2 separate regions of the Sus scrofa genome follow, and region 1 is linked to region 2. Evidence: chromatin contacts called from public HiChIP or PLAC-seq data. All regions are on one chromosome and are shown on one strand. Each heading gives the region's core, a stretch centred on a gene start, on an enhancer-like site or on the middle of the called end of the contact. The rest is flanking DNA. Distances are from core to core; before and after follow the strand shown.

Evidence for each region. HiChIP or PLAC-seq counts read pairs in DNA pulled down with a chosen protein or histone mark.
Region 1: an H3K27ac HiChIP or PLAC-seq map of skeletal muscle shows a contact between it and region 2. The contact joins two enhancer-like sites. A contact is called at or near these places in 9 of 47 Hi-C or Micro-C datasets (embryonic fibroblasts, epiblast stem cells, fetal skeletal muscle and 4 more) and 1 of 2 datasets of contacts at active chromatin or transcription factors (skeletal muscle).

What each region holds. Positions count from the first base shown.
Region 1 is chr1:44,717,837-44,724,580 of Sscrofa11.1, reverse strand. No RefSeq gene overlaps it. Among named protein-coding and RNA genes, the nearest start is that of RFX6, 110 kb to the left of the region's middle. Within about 2 kb of position 1,745, at least 4 of the 83 cell types and tissues checked have an H3K27ac peak or open chromatin away from gene starts, as enhancers often do. A contact at or near this core is called in fetal skeletal muscle and skeletal muscle, where this site is marked.
Region 2 is chr1:44,613,665-44,620,585 of Sscrofa11.1, reverse strand. No RefSeq gene overlaps it. Among named protein-coding and RNA genes, the nearest start is that of VGLL2, 59 kb to the right of the region's middle. Within about 2 kb of position 1,860, at least 7 of the 83 cell types and tissues checked have an H3K27ac peak or open chromatin away from gene starts, as enhancers often do. A contact at or near this core is called in fetal skeletal muscle and skeletal muscle, where this site is marked.

The DNA.
Region 1 (6,744 bases), core at 496-2,995, 100 kb before region 2:
ATGGTTTTTTTTAATTAAAATTTTCTTTTTTTTTCTTTTTCTTTTCTTTTTTTTTTTTTTTTTTTTTTTGCTTTTTAGGGTGGCACTGGCTCCATACAGAGGTTCCCAGGCTAGGGGTCGAATCGGAGCCAGAGCTGCCAGCCTATGCCACAGCCACAGCAACCCCAGATCCAAGCCACATCTGCAACCTCAGCTGCCACAGCTCACGGCAACTTGGGATCCTTAACTCACTGAGCGAGGCCAGGGGTTGAACCTGCGTCTTCATGGGTGCTAGTCAAATTCGTTTCCAGTGAGCCACGATGGGAACTCCAAACCAATGTTATTTTAAACTACAGATGAAAAATTTTAAATGTCACCATAATAAATAAAATTTACATTGTAAAAAAAAAGTTAGGGATAATATTTCTGGATTTGGTAAATTATTTTTAAAAATGTAAATAACATGAATTGTCAGCATGATTGATTTTCAGCTTCAAGACTCAAACAAAAAAAAACTGGCAAGAAGATCTGGAAAGAATATCTTGGAATAGATTTCACAAAGCTGCATCACTGTCAGAATAACCAACACTTGCTATATTAATTAGATTCAGCAGATAGGAGATTCTTAAGTCAATAACCCAGTAATATTTTATATAAAGATTCTCATTTATCTGAAACATAAAAACACATGCTATTTTTAAAAGGCCTTTACATCCATATTGTATTTAATGTGAGTGGGTTTCAATTATAATAGAGAGTACGATCCATCTGATAAAGATTGGGTTGAAATCTTAGGGAGGAGGGGCAGTGGGCGCCCACTGTTTGAGAAGTAGTATTAGGCCTCCTTATCCAGATTTTATGGCACCAAGTGGATTTTCCTTCCCTCTCACCTTCACTCACTGAATATATAATAATTTTAAAAAGTAGAATCACTTCCAAGAACTAAAAAGTCTCATAATAAGTCTAACAGACAAACACCTCATTTTACAATGGGACCTGTTATCCACCCTATTGCTCTGTACTTGTCACATTCTGGTGCCATTTCAAGTGAGTACTGAGTAAATCCAGTTGTGCAAATAATTAATATAGATAAATCCAGCAAAATGAAAAATTTCTCATGTTCATATTTGTACCTATCCATTTGCATACAGAAAACATCCTCATATAAACATATGAGCTCAAACTCCACACCCTCTTTACCCATTGACATTGGATTTCAAGAAAATAATGTTTCTATAAAAATTTCAGTTCCATCCACAGACTATACAAAAAAAAAACCCTCACTGATGTAAAACTGATCATCCAACAATATAGCTTCAAAATTCACATAAATTGTAGTTTTTCATTCCAGAGGTCCTGACATATGCAAGCAAGACTTGAGATATTGTACTATCCTTACAGTACTTGAACGAGACAGATAAGAGATAAACTAGTCAGACCCACATTTATTTGGTAGAAAGTTGTTAAAAGCACAATAAGGAAAGTAGCAACCATCAAAGACAGCTTCCTTCTTATAAATAATACGTTGTCTTCTTGAGCAATATAACTTTGTATCTGATGCCTGTGGTTGGAAATACTTTTCATTTCTAGAGAAGCCAAATTGCCTATCTGTGTTCTTGTGACACCAGGTTTTGGCTTGTATAAATGAGCGCAAGATAAATCCGGTGCTAACAAAGAAAAGAAGGGACTTCCACATAAGGGTACAAGGACAGTGAGCATTTGCCACTCCCAGGTCTCCTGGTCTCCTTTCCTAGAGTCATGGGAGCTGTTGGTCATTTCTTTTTAGTGGGCAAGAGTCAACTGACTCCCCATTCCTGGTGCCACAGGCCTGAAAGCTTGGGATGGAAAACAATTTCGACATTCGCCACTTGGACTCCCGCCCTTAGCAGGCACATTTGTTGTTCATACATGGTCTTTTGGCTGCCTTCTCTCCCAGCCATCTGTTAAGAGAGGCATTGTGCCTGCTCAGATGGAATGGTGCCACTATTTCTAAGAGACTCTCACAAAATATAGGTCTTAACTACCTTGACTTCACAAAGTTCAAACTACATTTACCAACTGGAATTGCATTTTAAAATTCGGCAGAGCTGAGTGGTGAAAGGCTGAATTCTACGTCCAGTTAAATCGTGAGATTCCAAAAAGAATTATTTAAGATTTACTTTCAATGAGTGGACAATGAAATTGAATGCTACATTTTCCATGATTGAATACAAGGTATAAATACAGCTGCACACATCACTGTTTTCTCCTTTCATGTGACCAGCTTGAGAAAACAGCGACTCTACACCTGTTATCCTTTTATCTTCAAGACCACACGTCTCATCGATTCACAGAGATTGTTTATACATTTAGAATATTTAATTGATTATGGATCAGCCCATGTGAGCTCCAACTGTCATTAGCAAGGCTGTAAGAGGGATAAGAGACTTACTCTATGAAATCCACCAGGACAGAGATCGCCTTTCCAAAGAAGGTTAGGTTGAGCCTTTTGCACCTTTCAACTAGTACATTTTCAAGCTCACCATTTCCCCTCAAGGTTTTAATGTGTCTCCTCCCAGATTCTTAAGCATCTCAGAGTGGAGTTTGAGCCCATCTCCAGGTCTCTGTCAAGTTTCATCTTTCCACTAGATAGGTCATCAGGTTTTACAGCCAACTTGTGTATCCTTCCGCATTTGGCTCATGGTCATTTCGCACATCCACATCTGGATTGGAAAGCAAAGCTAATCTGGGATGCAAGCCTTGCAAATCCAGCCAAATACCACCTGAATGAGCTCTAGCTCTCAATCAGACAATAAGTATTGCAGTTGTGCATAAACCACCAAATTTCCTCATTTCAAGTCTTTATCCTCTCTCCAGTTGGAAAAGAAATGATTCCTTAACTGAAAGCTAACATTAAAATAATTACATAAAATCATGCATTTTAAAATAAGTATCAAATTTATAGTATCATGCTCCTGCTCAAGACTAAATAAAATATGAGAAATTTGATTTTTACGTAGAAAATGGAATTTATAAGTTTTCCCCCAAAAGATGTGGTAAGTGATGAAGATAAACTATCCCATTTGATTCAGGGAGGATTTTGTGCAGATGATGGGCAGTTCAGAGTGAGGTGATTACATTGTATGTGAGGAGTACTTACACAGAGTGGCAGGTGAGGTAATGAAAATCTAGAAGAGGGATAACTTGGATGGAAAGGGAAAATAAACAGCAGAAGGAAGTCCTCGTGAGCTGAACAGTCATAATGGGATAGGGAAATGAGTCCACTGAATCAGCCAGGAGTGTGTAACAGGGGCCTTGTAAGTGATCTTAAAGCGCAGCATGATGGGAAAGCCATGATGGTTCCACGAACTGGGTGGTGGTATGTAATTCGGGCCAACGCTTAGGCTGAATGTAGCCTAAAGAATTAGTCACAGTGGGACAGGCCCTAAGAAGGCTGACAGCTGACTGCAAACCTGAGGTGTTCTAACTAGACACGTAAGTAGTTGCATTGACTCTAGCTCTATGAGAGGAAGCGCCCTGTAGATCTTATGCATCATTGTATTTTCAGAGCTGAACACAGAACCTAGTGTATAGTAAGTGCTCAATAAATATGGTTGATCAAATGAGGGAGAAGGCAAATGAGTTTTGTGTGAGGGTATGAGGAAAAGCACACTAACATTTGGCAGTGGAATGGCTTTCATGTGTGAATGACAGTTATTCTTCCAAAGCTTCCTCAGTTAGGACTAGAGCTGGATTTACAACAAGCTACATGGGCTGAAACTTCAGGGCCCCTCCCTGGCACAGGTTCCTTTCAAGATTCTGGGAGTGGCTCCAGCAATACGTACATGAGTTATCAGTTTTTAAATAATTATCAAAATAAAGACATTATAAGAGTGGATAAAACATCTATCTTTTTCCATATTGACCTCCCTGTCACTCTTTCCTTCATGCTGGGGTGGGGATGGTACTGCCGAGGAGCTGTAAGCCTTTTTAGAAACTGGCTAACAGGAAGCTGAATTGAACAAATAATTTCAGTGTCATGAAATCCAGTTATGTGGTTTGCAGCCTTTTTTGAATGTAGGCTAAATCTTGGATACTCCTTCTGCCTATTGTGACAACTCACCTAGTGTGACACAGAGGGACAGCAACAGCAAAAATATCAAAATAGTCCACCGTCAGAGACAATTCTCTGACTGCGTCCTACAAGGCCAGTTCCCAACAAGTGTGCAGTAGAGGAAAAATAAGGTTTGAATTGTTTGGAGGGAGAAGCTAGTTATGGAAAACTTTTCCTCTTTTCCAAAGCATAAAACTGTAAGGCAAGTGCTCAATTTTCAAGAACACTTCATCAAAAGAGGTCATTACTGCTCAGTAATGCAGTATAGAGTATTGCAAATGCACTACCACATACCTTTTTTTCCCTTTTCAGTGGGAATCTCATGAAATAGAATTGGCCAGAATTATAATATTGGTAGGACATAAACTTTTGTCACAGCTACAAATAGTGAGTATATAAATACACATATTTCACATGTCCCAACTGTTATAATAAAAAAAAAATTTCTATCATCCATGTTAGAACTACCTTTCTACTCTATATAGGAAAGAAATTTATAAATTGTTTATTAAATAATAGGTGATCAAAAAGTAGACAGACCAAAAAAAGTAAGACAAAATGTATTACAAAGATATACAGCACAAAGAATAGAAAATAATATGCTGTTTATTTCTTTTGTAGTGTTTGTGATACTGTCAGCTTTTCAAAATTTATAATTTGCTGCCATTGCTGTTTTCCTTCTGAATATTTGCCTAACATATAATCAGAAGTTTGCATTCTCTCTCTCTCTTTTTTTTGTTAAGGGCTGCACCCGGCATATGGAGGTTCTCAGGCTAGGGGTCAAATCCGAGCTGTTGCTGCCGGCCTACACCACAGCCACAGCAACACCAGATCCGAGCCGCATCTTTGACCTGCAGCACAGCTCAGGGCAACGCCAGATCCTTAACCCACTGAGCAAGGTCAGGGATCGAACCAGCAACCTCATGGTTCCTAGATGGATTCATTTCCACTGCGCCATGACGGGAACTCCCTGCCTTCTCTTTCTTAAATAGCCCTTCCCTCCAAACTGTATAAACCTCAAGACCACAAAACCTGATTAAAAGAGAGTGAATCTGATAAGAAAGCTTTAAAAGAAAGACAAAGAGAAATGTTTCTGTATATAAAAATAGGAAAAAGTTCAAATACCTGACAGGCATATTTGGGAGCAGGCTATCACAGAAAAATTGAGGGGTATACCATGTAAATTGTCTCTCATTTGTATACACAGGATCCAAGTCATTGAGAGGATTTTAAAATTTGAAATACGGTATATAGAGACACGAGTAGAAATGAACACTAACAGAACCTGGAAGACTTCTACTGTCAGCTGAAAGCAGGAGGATATAGTTCTAAAGATGAGATTATCAAGATAGAAGATAAAAGTAAATTCCTGGAACCTAAGGTAAGAAAAAAAATACAGAAAATCACTACAGAATTTAAAAATGAATTCTGCATACACAGTGGGCCCTCATAGCCATGAATTCTGCATCCAAAGAGTCAATCAACTGAGGATCCATCCATGAATATGGAGGCTCACTCTGCTGTGGCCCTAAGGGACTTGAGCATCTGAGGATGTTGGTATCTGCCAGGTGGGGGCGGTGAGGGGGGCAGTCTTTCGGAAGTCATCCGTGGATACTGAAGGGTGAGCATATTATCTACCAATAAAGATGATTTAAGGTGAAATTGTTCTTCAATATTTTGTTAAGGTGAAATTTCTCTTTAATATTTTGTTAATATCAGTACTGATAAACTCCTATAATAGTATTAATAATAATATATATAGTAAACATTGAAAAACCATATTCAGAGGATTTTTGTGAACACTTTAAAATGTGTTCAAAGTGCTCAGCATAGAGCAAGGGCAAAAAAATGTATATTTGAGCTATACATTATTAGAGTAAGTAAAAATGAAATCAGTTGAAATCTGCAGGAAATAAAGAGAAAAAAAAACCCCACTCCTGATAGAGCAAGCCTAATGGATATTTACAACCTCACTGGGAACAATCATCATGCCAAGTGAATTACGGGAACATATATTTAATATTTTATTGCCCTTTGAAAATGTTTATCCTTGAGAGAAGTTTGAAGAGACTGAAAGGAGCAAAAGTTTAATAAAGGGTTGATTTAACAGTGTTAGTTGTTTGAAACAGCAGGGCTTTATTTCCACTAAAAAGCTGTGACTTAATGTCATCTGATAGAGCTCAAGGAAATTTCACAAATCCTAGATTCATCTTACTGTTTTTCTCCACTCCTAGAGACTATCTTAATTATATCAAGGACAAATCTTAATAAACAAACTGTAGAAAAGTCAGAAAGACCTCACACACACACAGATAACTTTCAAAAGCTTCCCACTCTGTGTCTTTTTAATATGCTAAAGCTGTTGTTAACAGTCTGTAAAAATATAATTTCCAATTTTTCTTCATCCTGATAATTCATATCAGAATATTTGAGAAATGAGAGAGTTCTAATACAATCCCTAGTATCTAAAGAATTAGATAATTGGGCAGAGTGACCAATTTTATTTTTAATTCATTATAACTATTTCTCATAGACTTTATTTCCAACCTTGACTTCCATTTTTATCCTTCACCATGTAGCTTTAAATCACCTGCTGAAATATTTTATCTAGAGCTGCAATCCATGAAGAGAAACATACAGATTCGAAGAAAATGCCAATTAAAACTGCAATG
Region 2 (6,921 bases), core at 611-3,110:
AGAACATGTTTAACTTTTAACAGTGACTTCTATGCCCAAAGAAATAAATAATTACAGTGAAACCATCAGACACATTTACTGACCAATAACAGAATATTGGGGGGGGAGGGTTGTCAATCAAATCAAGCCTGGTAGACAGTTGTCTTGCTCCCTCAGAGATAAACCAGTTAAGGGTGTGCCCCAAGCATTCGCTGATTCCACGTTGGATCCATCATCCATGAACTTATATACGCTCCCCTGATGCTATTTGCATTTCCAAATTTCTCATACTAGCCAACATCTAACTTTCCTGTACCCCAGGAGGATGGAGAGAGACGCCATCACTGCAGCAATTTGGCTGCTCCCATGGAAGCCATCACGCTCCTGATCCAGAGCTTTGCAGCCACCCATTTCCCCCACTTATGTGAAGAGGCTGTCAAAAAGCTTCTCTTAGCAAGGCAGTGTTGGGTTACCAACAGCTGGTAGCTGTTCTATGCAGCCAGGTTCCGGGCTTATGGGCGATTATGGGTTAAATATGTGTCATTGCCTATGGATGGCTGCACTCTGACCCAGGCCTTCTGGAGACACAATGCCTTTAAGTGGAGGATGGCTCTTGTCGTGGGAATTACAGAATCTGGCAAGATGGCACGGAGAGATATTTCAGGGCAGGCAGGCTTTCCAGCACCCAAAATAACCACCAGTAGGAGGCTGCCTACGTGGCCCCCACAGAAGGTCAAGGCACCCCTGCTCTGTCAGCATGAGCCATTTGAATCATCTCAACACTTTCCATTTAGCCAAGTTCTTCTCCTCTCTCCCACTCCACCCCCACTATCCTTCCCAGGCTTTAATACCATCTTTAAAATGGAAAGGCAAATAGGATCAATTCCTTTTTATTTGAATTTGATAGAGAATTTTTTTTATTTTCTAGAGCCACACCTGTGGCATATAGAAGTTCCCTGGCAAGGGATCAAATCAGAGCTGCAGGTGCCAGCCTACACCACAGCTTGCAGCAATGCCAGATCCTTAACCCCCTGAGCGAGACCAGGGATCGAACACACACCCTCATGGACACTGTGTTGGGTTCTTAACAAGCTGAGCCGCAGCGGGAACTCCAGACAGAGAATTTTAAATGAATAAGGCACAAGCAACAATCAGCACCCTCCCATGATCCAGAAAACCATAGAAGGTCAACACGGGCAGTCTCAGAGATCTGGCTGAGACTCACATTGTCAACTGGGATTGTCACAAATCCCAGCTATCCCAGGGATACCTAATCTGTTCCTTGACACTGCTCCTTTTCCCTCAAAATGAGAGATGTAAGTATGCCAGCCATCTGCACACATGAATCCTCCAACACCGCTCACTTTCCAGTCCTCCTAGAGGCTCCAAGGCACAGGGAGTTAAGCTAAAGATTCCCGGGATTCCCCATGACATAGCAGCCGTGCTTCAGAGAGGTGCTGCAGCTTGTTATGAGAGATGCCACGCGTGGTTCCTGGAGGGTATATTTTCATTTAGTCTGGATGTTTGGCACACTCAGACCATAAACAGAAGCCCAAGGTAGAAATAGATGGCGTGACTGGTTTACTCAGTGAGTGTTGAAAATGTTTAATCAATTAACGGTGATAATAAAGTATCTCATTGGAAGATGAAATGACAATTCCTCAAGCTACAGCACATTTGTGTCCAGCCTGACAGCTTACAGGCATTTAGGGTGACTGATGGACAAACATGAGAGCTATGCAAATTATGAGCGTCTCCTTTTATGTTTACATTTGTGCATATTTCTGGCTATTTTTGCAGATAGGCAGATTAGCAGCCCTGCTGATAATTTGATCTCTCTCACAGAAGTGAAAAATCATTCACCCATCCCAGATACATGTTCCCCATTTCCCCAGTGTATGGATGTAATCAGCTCTCTAGGTGTTACCTTGCAAACAGCAGCCCAGCACATGACAAAGCAGGGGGATTTCCAGGACAAAATCAACCTAAAAATGAAGAAAAACAAGCAGTCATAGCCCAAGTAGCATCTGGCGAGATGAAATTTCAAATATTTTAGCCAAATAATTTAAGACCACAAGAGTTTATGACATGACCATAAAAGAATGTTGTAGTATTTACTCATTCATTCATCATCCAAATTCATTTACTAGCACAGAAGCTGCATGACAGAAGGGATCCAGTCTGTTTTTATTCACTGCTGTGTTTCCAGCTGTCTACCACATAGGAGCAGCTCAAAAAAATACTTGTGAATTGAATGAACTAATTCATTCATAATTCAGCAAACATTAATTAAATAATATGGTATACCGGCTCTTCCACTCTTCTGCATTCTTCTGTTCCCTGATTATTGTGCAATTCACTTCTACAGGATTTTCCTTTGGGGCAGGAAAATGAGTGGAAAATGAGAGCCAAATTTCCTATTCTTGAACTGGTAATTTATAAATAAGCAAGGGTAGAAGACTAGAATGACCCATTTTGTAGTGGATTAGAGTTGGAAACATCAACCTGAACTCAAGTTTAATTTAACATAGATAATGAGGCAGAGTACTAACTCAGGTAGTCAGTATAGGAGTATGGGCTTTGATGCATTCTTTGATGTGGCTATTGATTAACATTTGTGGCTTAAGGGCTCCAAGGAGTAACATCCCCACAGGCGTTGTTTACTATAGGGAGTGTATCTACACCTTGATGGACATTAATCCCTATCCCCTGTGACTCAGTTTACTGGAAGAAAGGTGCAAAGAAACCATGAGACCTACAAGACATTTCCACCCCAAAACCCCTATTGAATAAGAACTTATGAGCAAGGCCAATGGGAGAAAACTACATCTTTCTGGACCCCACGTTGGTACCTCCCATCTTTGAGGCATATAAACCCCTATAGGACAATAGAGAGGGGAGGTTCTTCTCCCGCCTCCCAGCAGCCCTGGGAGCTATTTGATTTCCTTTAATAAAGACTTTGCTTGCTTGCTGCCTGTGTGTTCACAGAGTTCATTCTTTGACTGCCCGTGAACAAGAATCCGGATTCCAGTGACATCATTCCAGCATCAATAAAATGATTACATACAGAAATATTAAAAGTTCTGTATATATACAGAGGGTTGCATACACACATATATTTTCTCCTTTGCTCCATCAGCTGAAAATGCGTAGAAGCAATGAAAACCAGTGACAATACACACACCTAGTGCCCAACACCATTTTCCAGTTAAAAACAACAGGTCTCTTTGAGAAAAGACTGATCCTAAGACTGGTACACAAAATGCAAGATAAGCATGGAGCATTCAATAATGTCAAAAAGAAGGTGCTCAAAAAATTTAAAACTTAATTAGAAAGTTGTAAAACTTGTGGATGGAGGTATGTTAAAGGGATATGAAGGACAACTAAAAGAACTTCAAGTAGTCAAGCTCCAAATGATCAAAGATTAAAAAATACAGGAAGAAAATAAAGTAGTATTGGATTATAACCCAAAACATAAAGTAAATACTCATGAATCCATACTGAAATAAATAAATATAAATAAATAAATTTTTATATGAGAAAAGATAAATACCCCACGAAGAATTCGAAATAATACATGTAGATAGTCTACACACAGGGAAAGGCGTATAACTCCCCAATTCTTTTTTTTTTTTTTTTTTGTCTTTTTTTTTGTCTTTTTGCTGTTTCTTGGGCCGCTCCTGAGGCATATGGAGGTTCCCAGGCTAGGGGTCAAATCGGAGCTGTAGCCACCGGCCTACGCCAGAGCCACAGCAATGCAGGATCCGAGCCACATCTGCAACCTACACACAGCTCACGGCAACGCCGGATCGTTAACCCACTGAGCAAGGGCAGGGACCGAACCCGCAACCTCATGGTTCCTAGTCGGATTTGTTAACCACTGTGCCACGGCGGGAACTCCTCCCCACTTCTTAAGTATGAGTTCCACATAGTGACTTTCTTCCCAGAAGTGCAATATGGAAAGGAGGGGAAAAGAATAATTTTGCAGTGGAAAAACCTGACAAACTACCTCAGCCAAGTGATCAAAGTCACCATCAAAAGTGATAAATCGTGTTGGTAGTATGTGTACTTATCATGATATGATGAGAACAATATTTTACCTCTGTAGTTTCAACTCCAAAACTGTATTACTCCAATCTAATCATGACAAAACACTAAACAAATTATAATACAGGAGCATTCTTCAAGTTACCTGACTGCTAATCCTCAAAACTGTCAAGGTTATCAAAAACATGAAAAGTCTGAGAAACTGTCACAGCCAAGAGAAGCCTTAGGACACATAACGTTTAATGTAATGTAGTATCTTAGATGGGATTCTGGACTAGAAAAAGGACATTAGGTAAAAACTAAGAAAATTTAAATAGATGGTGGACCTTGGTTAACAATAATGTGTCAATACTGGTTCATTAATTATGACAAATGTACTATATTAATGTAATATATTAATAATAGGAGAAACTGGATGTGAAGTATATAGGAACTCTATGTACTATTTTGCAATTTTTCTGTGAATCTAAAACTGATTTTAAACTAATGTTTACTTTTCAGAAAATTGATATAGCAGCAAATACTGAAGCACTTTCTTGTAAAATAAGATAATATTCTGAATTCACATAAAACGTATTTGATAAAAAAATATATACATGGGTGAATGTGATAGTTAAATTGTGTCAACTTGACTGGGCCACAGGGTACCCAGACATTTGGCCAAACATTCTGGCTGTATCTCTAAGGGTGTTTCTAGATGAGATTAACATCTGAATCAGCAGCTTTATCTGAGCAAAGCAGTTTGCCCTCCCTAATGTGGGGATGGACCTCAGTCAGTTGAAGACCTATGTAGAACAAAAAGGCTGGGTTAGAGGGAACTGACTACTGAGCTGGGACAGTTTTTTCTTGCCTTCAGACTCTAACTGCAGCATCAGCCCTTCTTGGGTTTCGGGTCTGGCAAGTCACCACTAGTTCTCCTGGTTCCTAGGTCTTTGGACTCAGACTAAAACTAAAACAACTTTTCTGGGTCTCCAACCTGCAGACTTCAGACCTTGGCACTTCTCAGGCTCCATAATTGTGGTATGTGTGTGTGTGTGTATATATATATCTTTACACACACATACATACTGTTTGTTTTGCTTCTCTAGAGAACCATGACTAACAGAGTGGGGATAAAGAAAACAAGACGGGAAAAATAAAAAAATGCTGATACAGGGAAAGGATTCATTAGATCCTTCTGTCTACTACTGTGTGCCTGTTGGAAAATTTATGTAGTTTTAAAATTTTAAATGAATACATTGAAAAAAAATGGAAATCCGAAGGGACCACTCATGCACTATGCTTCTCTCCTTATTTGCTTCCTTGGCACTTAAACAATAACCCAGCTTTCCTGGACAAATCTACTCCCAAACCCTATCGAAACCTATGGACTGAAACTCATCTCCATATTTCTTTATCTTTATCTCTGTAGAAACAGAACATTTTCTAATGCTCTTTATTATGAACCTAAAGGAAGCAAAAGGAAATTTTAAAATACTGAAAAAGGTACCAACACTGCCTTGTACAAAACAGGAGTTCACAGTCTTAGATACTTCAGTCTGCCACAGATCAACTAGTATAACTGACAATGCCTTACTTCACTCATCCTGTCCAAGTCATCCTTCAAAGAAACACCATCTCTTTCAACTCTTGACAGTTCTCTTTTCCACATTATGCCATTCACTCATTCATTCACTCATCCAACAAATAGTTGAAGTTCACCCTGTTCTAGACATTGGAGAATCAATGGAAACCAAAAGCAAGCAAAGTCCTTGACCACATGAGGCTTCTAAAAAAGAAAAAAAAATTAATAATATAATTATGCAAATAAAGGTAAAACATTGTGATTTGTGCTATGAAAGAAAATATATTGTGATAAGAAAGAAGAGGGTTTTTTTCTTCTTTTTTATGGCCACATCTGCAGCATATGGAAGTTCCCAGGATAGGGGTCAAATTGGAGCTGCAGCTGCAGGTCTAAATCACAGCAACATCAGCAGATCCAAGTTGCACCTGTGACTTACACCGCAGCTTGTGACAACACCAGATCCTCAACCCACTGAGCGAGACCAGGGATTGAACCTTCATCCTCATGGAGACTACACTGGGTTCTTAACCCACTAAGCCGCAATGGGAATTACTGAAAAAAGTGTTTTAACCTAATATGGAGCTCACTGGAAAATGCCTACAATTGAAAAATTAGGAAATAGCAGTAAAAACATGTCATTTAGAGTCTTGGCTGTAAATATCAAAATAATCAGACAAAAGAAATGAAAGTTACATATCCAAGAAGGAAGAAATGAGATAACGGAGGCAAGAGCCTGTTATATTATGAAAATTAAATTTTTTAACTCTTTAAGTTGTGTGCTCAAAAATTTTTGATAAAGCAAATTTTATTTTTAAAGGAAGGAAATCAAAATATAAGGGAGAACCAATAAAGCCAAAATCTGCATTTTTAAAAAGACTAATAAAATTGACAAAACTCTTGGCAAGTATGAGCAAAGGAGGAAAAAAATCAAAATTACTAGTACTTAAAATAACAGTTTAAAAAAAGGCGTTCCCATTGTGGCTCAGCAGAAATGAACCCAACTAGTATCCATGAGGATGTGGGTTCAATCCCTGGCCCTGCTCTGTGGGTTAGGGATCTGGCATTGACATGAGCTGTGGTGTAGGTCAAAGATGTGGGTCTGATCTGGCTTTGCTGTGGCTGTGGCATAGGCCAGCAACTGCAGCTCCAATTTGATCTCTAGCCTGAGAACTTCCATATGCTGCACCTGCAGCACAAAAAAAAAAATATATATATATATATATATATATATATATATATATATATATAGCCACAGATAGAGTAGCATTTAAAAAGATAAAACTACTACAAATTCTTTCTTATAAATTGAAAAACTAAGACAAAATGATTAA